Linked DNA regions of Mus musculus: all the other regions are linked to region 2. Evidence: chromatin contacts called from public targeted proximity ligation data. All regions are on one chromosome and are shown on one strand. The core of a region is the stretch at or near the end of the contact, and the rest is flanking DNA. Distances in the headings are between cores, read along the strand shown.

Region 1 (4,584 bases), core at 1,072-3,571, 300 kb before region 2:
AGGATGTAATAGCTGTTCCCATGACCTTATTTCCCATGTTTTTTTGTTTTGTTTTTGTAAGTATAGCCTTTAATGGCTGATTGATCTCTGCAGCCCTAATATTTCCACCACCCACCCTCATATGTGTGTGTGTGTCCAAGAGCTTTCATGTGGAAGTCACAAAACACCTTGGAGGAATCAACTCCCTCCTCCCACCATGTAATTTCCAGGAATTCAGTCTGTCAGACTCGGAGACAAGCCCTTTTACCCTCTGAACCATCTCGGTGGCTCCCAAACTGTCCTCGAGTTACCATAGTTTGTAATGAAACAAAAAGGACAGCAACATGAGTCAACTGCTTACCATTTGTGCCTAATTACCATACAGTGAAAAAATTAGTCCAAACACATTGTGTGACGTTTATTGATCACAACAGTGGCCTGTACCACAGGGCTAGACTTCATGGCTGGTTACACATGTAAAATGGTTGTCTGCTCACAACTTAAAGACATCAGAGGAAACACTGGTATTAGAGACATGGTAAATAATCTAATGCATTGATTTCCTGTAGTCCTGAATGGGTAAAGCTGTGCTTGCTACTTCTATATACCTATCCTCTTTATCTCCACAACGCTCTCTCGGAGGGAGAGACAGTGGGAAGAAAGGCGAAGGAGCATGAAGACAAAAATGTGATTTGTATAAACAAGACAAATCCATTACACTCTCCATATTACACACTGGACACATTCGAAGTTCAAAGAACAGAAACTAGATTCAGAGGTAATGCAACAAATCCCACACCGCTGTCGGAGTGGTAGCACTCCTGGAGGAAAAGCCAGGAGCGGTGAAGGGTGGATTTTAGCATGTCTTGCGCATGCTTATTTATGGTGCAGCACTTCACTGGGTGACACTTCACAGGCTGCACACTGGCGAGCTGGAGAGCTTTGAAGAAAAATAATGAGCTGAGAGGTTCATGACATGCTATTAAGAAGTTTGTGATTGGACTTGGGAAATCAGATGGATCTCCAAGGAAAAGGGACCATATCTGAACCATTGCATTTAGAATATTTTTGAGTCCCGGAGCAGCTATTTATGAGAAGGGAGAGTTGTTTTTTGTCTCAATTCCAGGTTCTGACTTATGTGTAGTGAAGAAGCCGCTTTGCACAGCAGACCTGAAGTCCCTGAAATATCCATGACGTCACCTTTTTTCTACTGATCTCCCTTTGACTGCACAGAGGCATGCTATTAGCTTTGTGCTGTTTGAGCTAAATTCTCCCACATGTAGCTAGCAATCCAGCCAAAACAATGTCAGCAGGAAATTTCACACTGGATGCTCAAGGTAGTCCCAGCTCAGGGAGATGGAAAGATCAGGTTCGGATGCTTGGTTTTGCTAAGGATCAGGACAGAAAGAAAAGGCATCCAAGGTGGGATGCAGGGCTGCCTAGAATATGCAGCTTCCTGTCTTCCAGGCAGTGAGTGGTACACTGTCACCCTGTATTCCCAGGGCTTATGTGACATATGTGAATACAGAAAGCACTCAGCTCCATTTCTGGTGGTGAACCTAGGAGACCTTGCTCCTAAATGACAGAGGAGCCATTTTAAGATATGATATCATAAAAGATAATAATATCTGAAAGGGGGAAATGCATGCACCCAGGGTAACACATAAGTAGGCGAGCACAGGATGAATTTGTGGTTAAACCATTTATTCCATTGCAGATGACAATTTAACTCTTTGGAGCCCAGAGTTCCCCCTATGCTCATGCGTCGTGAAGAGATGATTACGTAATCTGCACTGCAGGTTGAATTGGGAACATCTGGGGACAGTTGTAGGGAGCTAGCCATGATCCTGAAGCTCAGACTAAGATCACTGGCCTCCAGTTCTCTCTGCCAGCCCCATGGTAACAGGAAGGCATAACCCTTGCCCCCAGATCTATTGAACCGAGCAAACAGTGGGGCTGAGCACTCGCATTGTGAACGACTATTTGGAGAAAAGATGGGGTGGGGATTGAAATGTTCTGCTAATCAAAGGCACCAACTGTTGCTGCTTCTCCGGCTTTCTTCAGAAACATCACACGGGTGATGGTACGTTTTTTTCAAGCCTGCGCCAGCCCAGCTCTAAAATGGAAAAGTATTCGTTTCATATGAGCAAATGTTTTCTTCTTTTTTGCTTCTCTCTCTCTCTCTCTCTCTCTCTCTCTCTCTCTCTCTCTCTCTCTCTCCCTTCCTCTCTCCCTCCCTCTCTCTCTCCCTCTCTCTCTCCCTCTCTCTCTCCCCACTGTGGGAAAACGAACTTACTTTCAGTTACGCCTGACATCTGACCACTATACTGATCACGAGGACACTGTGGTAAACCACAGGCCCACTTGAAAATATCTCTCTTAGGCACAGTTCCTGTGCTTTAGAGGGCACCATCCCTGGCTTTTGGTTGTGGCCCTGACTCTCGGCTCTGGCGTCCTCCATAGGAGTTCCATTTTCTCTTTCTTCCTCTACTGACAATGAGTGGTCTCATCCCCACATCTTCCAAATGAGCCAATTCACAAAATAAGTAAAATGTAAAAATGGTGCCTTTTTTTTTCCTATCCAAAGCCTCAAACAGAGCTCTGACTGTACACTGCACCCTTCTAAAAATGAAACAAGGCATGAAAACTTAAAGATAGGCTCAGGAGAAGGCTTGGTGGGTAGGAACACTTATTTCCTGAATGTGAGGATCTGAGTTCAGATCTCCAGCACACACATAAAAAACTGAATGTACCCAAGTGGGCCTGTAATTCCAGCACTGAGGCAGGGAAGACAGAGACAAGAGAGAGAATTACAGTGGCTTTTTAGCCCACGGCCTAGGCAAAAAACAAAATCGGCACTGGTTCAGTGAGAGAGTCTACTTCAGGGGTATAAGGCAGTCAGCAATAGAGGGAGATGCATGTATGCACAGATGCAAGCAAGTGAGTGTGTGTGTGTGTGTGTGTGTGTGTGTGTGTGTTTGTACCCGCACACACTTACAAGGCGGTAGAGGGTGGGTGGTGGTATCTTGATTAATAATGAGATGACCAGCCAGGATTTATTCATACTCCTTCTGTCTGAATCATCTTGTTTCTTGTAGCTGTTTTACACTTCCAGGATCTTGCCATCTGCCCACTCTACAGAAATACAGGAAAGCATTTTAAAAACAATGGCTTGGGGGGGGGGGGAGATCTGGGGATCCGAAAACCTATCTTTCTTTCTTTCACCCCACTGCTTACTGCTGCTTTCCTGAGAATGCAGTGCTGTTCCTGCTGCACCGGACTTGCCTCTTAACAACCTTCCTTCTGCCCCTCACAGCTCACATCTGGAGCCTGAGGAGAAAGAACAGATGTGGCTGCCCCCTTGCCTAAGTGGGAGGGGGGAGGACACCCTGGGTAGTTTGTCCTGCTTGGATCTAATATGTGTCACTGGAATATAGGTCAGCATTTTGATGGATAGGTTGAAACAGGCCAGAGGCAAAGATACCCCCGGGTTCACCCCACTCCACTCTACTGTCTTCTCCCCCAAAGCAAGTTAAGCCCCCAATGGCCTCAAGAGACATGCACAGCAGATGGAGCTGGTCTTCATGTCTTTACATTCTGCACACTAATTCTGTAGAAATCTAGAGCTAAGCTAAGGCTTTATCAGTCTGGGCTTGGGCCAAGCTTCAGGCTGAAGTTCAGCTGGCCTGGCCGGACGCAGATGCCAGCTGTTCACACTAACCTTGATTCCCCACCCCACCCCCAACACCTGATTTAGATAGCAGAGTGGCCAAGTGACATGCATGTAGCCCTGATGCACAACTGGAGAGATGACGTGATTTTTAATTACTGTGCAGTTCAGGTGGGAGCAGGAAACACAGGAAAGATACACACACACACACACACACACACACACACACACACACACACACTGAAATGAAACAAGAGAGTGCTACTGGTCTTGCCTAAAGATTATTACTTTAAAGGATTTTTTGGCAAATTTTGGTTTGAACACAGGCTTGACAACTCCCTTTCCCCCACAGTTCATAGAGGGACAAAGATATTAAATAAAAGCAGATTCTTCTTATGATTTAAAACATCAATGTGCTGGTCCCAGTATTGCAGAATTAATGCTGAGCAGACAGACAAGATGACATTCAGATCCAAAGATTTAACTTTGAGGAAAATGCAAAATATACTCACCAAAAATATTCAATTGGTCATTCAACATCACTGAACGGAGTATTCTTAATCCATATCTCAACACTCCGAGAGCCCAGCCTGCGACTAATCGTCCTTTGTCTAAAACAATGAAGATACAGATGGATTAGGAGAGGGACTTGTGCAGAGCTGAAAAGTTCAGCTAGCAAGCAGAGCTTCAAGGAAAATGAGATTTCCTTTAATTATGTTGACACTGGATGCCCCGGTAAGAAACTTGCACATGTGAGTTTATCATTTGCCAAATCGGTGTGTTTGTGTTTTCTCGTCACGCACATCGTGTCTAAGTACTTGTTCTGTTTCTGACACTAATCCAGGCAGTTGTCCACACATCATGTGATTCAGTTCTTACAAGAACCTGGGATGGCCAGCCATCCTCCTCATTATTTTGCTGCAAAGACTTACACA
Region 2 (4,623 bases), core at 1,798-4,297:
TCTGACTCAGGTGACCTGAAAACAGGAATGCTATGCGATCTGAATGAAGCCATAACTTCTCTTAATTCAGTTTTTCCCCTTTATGAAGAACCTCTGAAGTTTGGAATACATAATGCTTCGAGTTCTATGGTAACTTACAGAATCTCTGTGACAAAAGTGACACAGATCATTTCTGGCCAACACTCTTTCCTCACCTGGATTTTCTTTAGAAGCTATAATGACAGTTTTGTGGTTTGGGGTGTTGGGCCTATTCTTCAATTCAGATATATGAATTTGTAAGAGGATTCCACTCACTAGCAAAAGTATTTGTTTCAAAAAAGAGGTAGATGTGGGCTGGAGAAATGGCTCAGTGGTTAAGAGCTCAATTCCCAGCAACCACATGGTGTCTTATAACCATCTGTAATGGGGTCTGATGCCCTCTTCTGGTGTGTTTGAAGACAGTGACAGTATACTCATATACATAAACAAATCTTACAAAAAAATAAAAAAATAAAAAGACACACCCTTTAAGCCAGGGAAATCAGAACCTATTCTAGGAACCTCTAGTCAAATGGGTGTTCTTTTACCACTGCAGTTAGTCAAGAGTGTAAGCCTAAAGCTACGGGACCATAGCTTGGTATTACTTGCAAAGATCCTTTCTGAATAAACATAGCCAAGAAAGAAAAGGGAAGAGTGTAGAAAGGAGAGGTTCCTGACACTTATTGAGCATTTAGATCCAGACCTGACCTTTTAGGTTCTATTAGTCAATAAACATCTCCCTTGTGTCTTCTCTGTCTCCTTCTCCTACTTGGGTTTCTCTTACCTAAAACTGAAAAACTCACACATTCAAAACAGCAATTTTTCTCTCTCTCTCTCTCTCTTTTTTTTTTTTTTTTTGGTGTTGGTTTCTATTTTAGGAATCAAAAAGAAAAGGAAAAAATTAAGTAGAGCTTAGTACAGCAGAGAGAATCCAAGGAACAAAATTAGGAAGCCAGGTGTTGAGTATGACAAAGAAAGACTATGAATCAGGGCAGTGTGGTCTTTGCAAATGGGTTTGTATTAAGTAACTGCTTAAATCTTTCAAAGCCTAAAACTGCACAGCTTTATGAATCAGTGGACTGCTAGATAGTAGATAATAGCCCAAACAGTATGCATCAGAAGAGAACACATGATAATTGACATTACAAGAAAATTATACTGAGTTTTTTGTTTTAGCAACAGCAACCACAACTTGTTTGATTTAAAAATAAGGACTAAGCAAGAAAATTTTATGATGAGGGGATTTAATAAGTAAAACAGGGGTAGGGGGATAACCTTGATAGTAGGTTATAAAAGTTCACTTCTCACAGAAAATAATGAAATCTCTTAAAATTAAGCTTGGCATTGTTATTTTAGTAAAGTTGACAAACTGAGGTAGTAAACTAATCACACACACACATTCTCTCTCACACACACTCACGTAGTCAAAACACACACACCTACCTAATAACCAACTTGTAAGCAAAGAAAAGGCAAACTGAAACGTTTCAATCCCTCCCCTAAGTTTAATAAGAGAACTAAGCATTAAGGTTACTTTCCTTGCCACTGCTGGAGGCCAGGGAGAACAGACACTACGTATGGTTAGTGGCAGTGTCTTCCCTCAAGTTTGGAAAGTTACTCCAAAACCTGCGCTCATTGCCATTCTGAAAAGGTCTTTCTTACACTCTCCTCATAGTTTACATCCCGCAAACCATGTATTGCAGCACTGAACCCTAAGTGCATTTGCAAACAGCAAGGCACACGTGGAAACCAACCCCAGAAGGTAATTTACAGCAGGAGGGGCTGGCGCGGGGTGTGTGTGTGTGTGTGTGTGTGTGTGTGTGTGTGCGCGCGCGCGCATGTGCAGTCAGTCGGGATTCACCCTCAGTGACTTTGGATTTGGATAATTTGCCACCTTTTCACAAAGGAAAATATCAACTATACAAGTAAATAATTCCCAGTAAAGTGGGCAACACACTTCTTTGACTGAATAAGGGTATGGGTCTTTGTTCCCTTGAGCAGTTACTTCGCCCTTGAGATATTTTTTCTTTATAGGAAGTAGCAACTGTTGAACTTCATTGCAATATTCAAAACCTGAAGTATTGTTCCAGCATTAAGAACACAATGCTACATTTTATGGTCAGCTTGCAAATCCAACCTGCATCATATCAAGACCTAACTACAGGACTCTGAGAAAGAAAGTACTATAAGTAAAAGCCAAAAAAAAAAAAACACACATTTTAGGCAAAGTCTACAATTTTTTCACAACAGGCCAATTGCCTCCTCCTTTAACATAAAAGAAAGAAGATGAGGATTCTGTACCAGAACACAAATTTCTTCAGCTTCTTATGGTCCCTCCATAGTTAAAATTACAAATATAAACAAAATAATACAGACAATTCTAATATGATTAACTACAAAGCAGATTTAAGTATTAATCTCCAGAAGTTCACATTTACAATCACAAAGTATAAATCCAGAAACAGCAAACACAACAAGCAGCACGAACGTAGCCACAGGGACTCCTAGCTAGTCTACAAGTCTGCAAGTCCACTGTGTGTCTACACTGCCACACTGAGTCATCAATTCTCTAAGATTCTTCTAGGAAGACTTCCTCAGCTGTACTAAAGCAGCTTTCCTATACTCAGCAAGCTAAAACACATCCATCATTCCACAGCCACTCTACCAGCCCAAGGCCCGGTGCCTTTTAAGGTTTGTTTTATTATTTTTCTTTGTTACTAGCGCATTTCACTATGACATTTCCTCATAGAGGTACCGTTGTACTTCCTTCTGAGTCACCTCCCTCCCTAAACAGTTCCTCTTCTGCATTTCTGTGTGGAGCAGGTTCCACTCTTCCTTTCACCATCTTCCCTTCAGATCTCCCTCCCCCAAAGGGTATGCATACCTCCAAGCTAGGTTCTTCCCATGAGAGAAAACACGTTTTTCTGATCAGATTTGTTTTACTTAAAGTAATGACTTCTAGTTCCATTCTCTTCCTATAAATGCCATGATTTTATTTTTCTTTACATTTAAAAGCTTTGAGAAAATTAAATTGTAAAAATTTTAAGGAAATGCACAGCATTATAGTTACAAAACTAGCAATCTCTCTCTGGAGATTTTAAACTTAGACTGGAGGTTAAACACTCCAAGATTTTAACCTGGAGGGTTATTAAACACTACGATTTGTAAAGAAAAGCATAAAACTGAGAAGCCTTTCAAAACCATCAGCAATAAATATGGAACCTTTTGCAGTTCAGAATCTGTAAGCTTGATAATATACAAAGAAATTTAACAACACACCAAGGGACTTGTTTTTACTGTAAATGCTGTCATGAACTGATTGACACCGTCACGAATTCTGATCACTACAGTTCACTTTTCTGGGCCTTGATGTCATCTGTAAAGAAGCATTCCTGGAGTAGGGATATCTGAAAGCTTTTATCTGGATGTAGGTTTCTAATACTATTGTAGCTTAAAATGCAAAAGCAACCATTAGTAAAACACAGCTTGGTCAACAGTATCTGTTCATAAGTTCTTTCTTGTTTTTTAAATAATCGAAAGAATAAAGGTAGGATACACATAAGGATTCTGCTTTAGGTCCGTGTATAAACTTATCCAAAACACTTGTCTAGGTATATTAACTATGCAACAGGTACAGTAGATCCTACTGATGTGGCTGTAAGATGCTAAATTACTTAAGGAGTCTTAGTATAATGCAATGGCTAAACATCAAATGCACCAGCTACAGCTCTAACAATGTGCACAGCCCTGCATCTTCTATGTCCATTAGTCTATCATTTTCACATGGAAGAAATGGTCAAGAGATGGAGAGTGCCAAGAAAAGTTCTATGGAGGACACAAGTATTATTATTACATTTTACCAAATGACACTAGAGGCTTCACATTTCACTCACAAATACCCCCTACCTTGTAACATTTCCCAAGACTTCTTGTCACTTCCACAAACACCCTCCCCTCCCTTCTAGAGGGAAACAGAACTGTTGCCACCAGGCTGTAATGACTAGTGTGTCAAGACCTCAGTTTCTGACATGGGTCTCCTGCACCTAACTTGACTCCTGCGTCTAACCTGGATTCCTGCATTTACCCTGGCCTGGAAACAGAGAAATTTACAGGAAAGTTCAAGTGCCCAAGTCTTGCTCTTACCCTTGAACATAAGGAAACAGACCACCCCAGCATCTTATCACTCTATACACACGCTGGCAATTCTGAAGAAGTGAAGGAAAAAGAATGGAGATTGACAGCAGAGCTTAGAGAAGCCTAAACCATTTCACAACCATTATTTGTCTCAAGTGAAAATCCTTGTCTGAACTAGCAAACAAACAGAAACAAAGCAAAACAAAAGGTCATGTAGTTTAACATGATGAATGAGTCAAACAAGGGCTGAGGGATATAGCTTACTGGTAGAATATGTGTCCATGTACAAGGCCCTAGGCTCAATCCTTACCATTACAAAAGGGGAATGAGAGAAAGAGAGAAAAATGAAAACATCAAAACAACAATAAACAAACAAACAGAAACAGAAAAAAATGTCAAGTAGCTGAGATTCCTGGCAGGAAATGGCTGAGAGAGTCGCAGGACTTCAAATATTCTCATCCATTTCTCCAA
Region 3 (4,250 bases), core at 939-3,438, 420 kb before region 2:
GTTCTTCCTAATGTGCATGGAGATATTTCTTGAGCGATGATTTCAACCTCTGTGTAGCAAAGGGCAGTGAGCCCTACGCCCTTTCTGCATCTCCCACTAAACTGTAGCTGATGTGGCTGCTGGTGGTCTTTTCTGTGATCAGAGGATTAGCTCAATTCCTCAGGATAACTCCAAATTATTCTCTCCAGAGACTCTGTGGTGTCAACAGCCCTGGATTAGAGACCGGTGACCTCAGCTTTTTTCTTACTCGCTGTGTAACCTGGGGAATGTCATTTCACTTCTGCAATCCTTGAAGGTCCTTCTGAAGACAGTGTCAGTAATTTCAGGGAGCCTAGTTTGTAAAAACTGTAAGCAGCTACATAAATAGTGATTCTTGTTCTCATTGTCGTCTCAGCTGCCACCTTTGTTACAAATAACCTGTCATTCATTTTGCCCTGTTCGCTTCCCTTTGCTTCTTGCCTGCTTCTTCTACCTCCTGTCCTTTCTGCCAGATAAATTTGCTTCCCTGCAAAAGGCTGATTATTTGGAGACATCATCACTAGCCAATCAGAGCTCAGCATTCCGGCTGGCTGGTAAGCCAATCAGATGCAAGCTCCAGGTCTTCTTTCAGTGTTGCTAGGGTTTCAGGTCTACTTCTAAAAACTGGCTTGCTTGCTGCTGGTTCATTCTGTCCTTCTCTCCCTCCATCCCCCCCCCCCCCCCCATCCCCTTGCTCTCCAAACCCTTCCCTTTCCCTCCTCCCCTCTTTTGGGTTTGGAGCAATTCCAAATGCTTAAGCCTTCCGGAAGTTTGGGTTATTATGAATAAGCAAGGTTTAACTGTGTATTTTTTCCCTTGAGAAACAGGACAGCTATTCCACATTCGATTTTGAAAGCATGTGTTTTAGCAGCTTAATGTCCCTTGGCTCCATAAAACAGAATTTCGTTGTGTTTAAGAGAATTTTTTTGGTGCAGAGTGACTTTTATTCAGATGACTAGAAGATAAACTGGCATAGAACTTGGCAGTGACGTGTCCTGTCACTTGAACCTCATTGGGCTAACACAGCGAATTCTAAGTATGTCAAAACTCATCCAGTTTAACTGATGATGGAAGATAATATCTGATAGCACCTCAGATATTAGTTCTATCTTGAACTTTCAGTGCTGGGATTAGTGGTGAAAATCACTGGTCAGTAGTGATGGGGACTCTCACTTTATTGCTAATGGGTATCCCTTCCATCACATCTGGCTCATCTGTGGACCCATGGGTCTTCTTTAAATGCTCTCTAGTAGGGCGTGTGAAGATGCCCTAAACACAAACTGGCTCTGTGCTCTGAAAGCTTAGGGGCGATGCCGGATTGAGAAGGAAAACAACAGCAACACAAGTTCTGTCTTTCTCATAACCTTTGCTACTGACTTAAAAACTGGAACAGCATAAGGATTCGCAGTGTAAAATGACCCAAGACAGGTGGCGCAAAGCCAGAAGTCTGTCAGAAGCAGCTTAGGAAAGCTTAATGATTCACAAAGGAGTCGCTGCCTTCAGGCTCTGACCTTTAGAACTAACCAGCTTTAAGCTTTTGGTTCTGGCCCTTCAAGTCACTTGTATCAAAGAAAAAGGTACTCCCTTAAAGACATTACCATCCATCCATTCAAAAAGAAAAAAAATAGAAGAGAAAAGGTGTCAGCACCAGCGACTCTGTTCTCAGATAACATGGTCTTAGTCCTAAAGACAGTATTAATTGCATTAATTGCTTAAATACATTTTTTTTTTTTGGTTAGCTTTTAGGGAAGGCCTTGGTGTTACTGCATATCCTGCAGGTGAAATGTATGAAATTTGGTTAACATGGTAACGGCTCTAAAAATACCTAGGCTACAGTTTAACCACAGAGTTTCCTCCTTAACGTAAAAGAGCCGCTGTCATGAGGTGTACGAAAGTGCAACAAAGGCGATCCGTCTGACTTCATGCAAGCAGCCTATTAAGACAAGCCTGGCGAGGACACTGTGCGGCCACTAGGCATCAAAGCAGGAATTAAAGTTTTGTGAGACCATCTGACAAAGCACAACCCAGCTGATCAAAACGGCTAAGCATTCTTTCCCTGTTTCTACCTCTTCTGCCCCCACCCACTGGCAACCAAGCAGGGTGTGGTGGGGGTTCAAACAGTCACTATAGCGTGACCACAGGGCCTCACCCAAGGAAAACCTGGGTCACAGAGACCCAAGCGGGTAAGGAGGCTGCAGCAGGCTCCCCAGCATTCTCTGCAGCAGGCTCATGTGGAGGGTGCAGGGAAGGGAAAATTGCTCACTTGAGGTTTTCCCCATGAGGCCCTTGCTTCACAAAACAAAGGGTGGCAGAGGGTGCGACCTTTCCCAGGATGGCTCTGCAGTTGCCCACGTCAGGCTCTTCTGAACTCCGAGTGTCCTTACAGGGTTAAGAGATTTCTTACAAAAATCAGGCTGTCGAGGTTGCATGGTTTGGTAAATGAAAACACTGACACCCATTTATACTAGAATTTCAGATAAACAATGAATAATTTATTTAGTAAAAGAATGTCTGGTGCAATATTTGGGATACTGAAGAAATCCATTGTTCATCTGAAATTCAGATCTGGGTGTTGTGTGTTCTCTCTGATAGCTCTAGTCAAATCCTTCCATCCTTCGTCCTTAACTTCTCACCTTCGAGTGCCCAAACAACATGCTCAACTGTACTTTTTGCTTCAGGTATTTAGCTTTGGCTTGTTCTGGCTTTGTTTGGTCTTGTTTCACCCTGCCTCTTAAACCTCCGCTCATTATACAGAGCCAGAGGTGAGGAGATGAAGTAGCAGCTGAGCTCCGTCTCACCTTTGTGTTATGGACTTTTAATGCATGTAATTTTTTTAATATTTCATTTTATGTGTATGACTTGCCTGCATGTGTGCCTGTGCAGCATGTATGTGTCTGGTGCCTGCCGGGGCCCGAGGAGGGCATCAGACCCCCTGGAACAGGAGTTGGGTGGTTGTAAGAGGTCTGGTCAGGCCTGGGAATAGAAGGTAGGTCCGCTGAAACAGCCATTGACCTTACCTACTGAGCCGTCTCTCCTGCCCAATGAATGGTCTTTTTGGAGGGGTATCGTCTCTGTGTAACCTTGGCTGTCCTGGAACTTGTCAGCTTGACCTCGAACTCACAGAGATGTGTTTGCCTCTGCCTCCCAAGTACTGGGATTAAAGGTGTGCATCAGCTTAGGCTGAGTGGTCTTTTTCATCATCGTAACATTCTGTGTGATATGCTACTTAGAGCCCACATGTTATGGATAAGGTTGCTGGGCTCAGAAAGAGTACATGACTCGACCAAGGTCATACAGTTAGCAAGTACCAAAGCCAAGGGAGAATGATGCTAAGCTGTTGACTCAGTTACCTAGTCCACAGCATCAGTCCTGTTTAAATGTGGCTTTAGTGGTTAATTCATGTTAGGTTCTCTTTTATAACAAATGGCTCGTGGCTCATAAGTGAACGACACAACTTGCCAGCTGGATTGGGACTGTTTTCCCTCAGCTTGGACTAAACTACTATGTTTGTTTTGTGTGTAAGTGCACCTCCAACGTACTTCTGATTGCTCTTCCCTAGAGTAGCTCTAAGTGCTCTCTGCATGCTATGTGTTGTGATGTATACGATGTGTCCATGTGGTCTCTTAAGTGGTACTGAGGCTGTAGGAACATCTGTAACTGATTGGAAATTTCCAACTGACAGGTTAAAAAGCCACGGCTCCTAGGTGTAAAGCCATTTATTGAAAGCCACACATCTTATACTTGGCAGCTAAGAAGTCCATATTTAAGTGGAAGTTGATTGACTTATCAGTGTACAACTTTGGGAAAGACTCTGAACTTCCATGTCTCTACTAGATAATTATAAATGGGCAATTATATATGAAAGCTTCTCTCATATAGAGGAAGAGCTGGCCACATGGTGAGCACTCAACAAAGACTGAGATAGTGGTTTTGGAAATGATCTTCTACTGGGTATTATAGTTTGGATATAAAATAGTTCCAAATGCCTTTCTGATGAAGGCTTAGTCTCCATATAGTATTGCCTTGAGGAGTGATTGGATCAGGAAGTGTCAACATCACCAGTGGACTGACTAGTCCTAGTTTTACGGAACTGGTACTGTGAAGGTAGTTGTACTCTGAAACAGTGGTTTTCTACCTGTGAGTCCTGACCCCTTTGGGGTTAAAGACACTTTCATGTGGCTCGTGTATCAGGTATCCTGCATTATCAGGTAGTTACATTACGATTCATAACC

Evidence for each region.
Region 1: a contact with region 2 is called in a targeted proximity ligation map of bone marrow-derived macrophages, with 4 times the contacts expected there. A contact is called at or near these places in 6 of 130 datasets of targeted methods (the 230-238 cell line, DN3 thymocytes, bone marrow-derived macrophages and 2 more).
Region 3: a contact with region 2 is called in a targeted proximity ligation map of acute myeloid leukemia, with 8 times the contacts expected there. A contact is called at or near these places in 1 of 39 promoter capture datasets (the C10 cell line), 16 of 484 Hi-C or Micro-C datasets (CD4 T cells, the HPC-7 cell line, bone marrow-derived macrophages and 10 more), 18 of 130 datasets of targeted methods (the 230-238 cell line, CD8 T cells, the NIH/3T3 cell line and 10 more) and 1 of 9 other capture datasets (embryonic stem cells).

Annotation. Positions count from the first base shown.
Region 1 is chr19:33,099,263-33,103,846 of GRCm38.p6, reverse strand. It overlaps Gm29863 (a long non-coding RNA gene), which reads right to left. Exons shown (of 5, transcript XR_386659.2): 3 at 4,162-4,260; 4 at 2,978-3,114; 5 at 1,686-2,095. Among named protein-coding and RNA genes, the nearest start is that of Gm29863, 16 kb to the right of the region's middle.
Region 2 is chr19:32,803,040-32,807,662 of GRCm38.p6, reverse strand. All of the region lies in intron 5 of Pten (phosphatase and tensin homolog), which reads right to left. Among named protein-coding and RNA genes, the nearest start is that of Pten, 48 kb to the right of the region's middle.
Region 3 is chr19:33,220,694-33,224,943 of GRCm38.p6, reverse strand. It overlaps the pseudogene Rnls. Among named protein-coding and RNA genes, the nearest start is that of Mir3970, 66 kb to the right of the region's middle.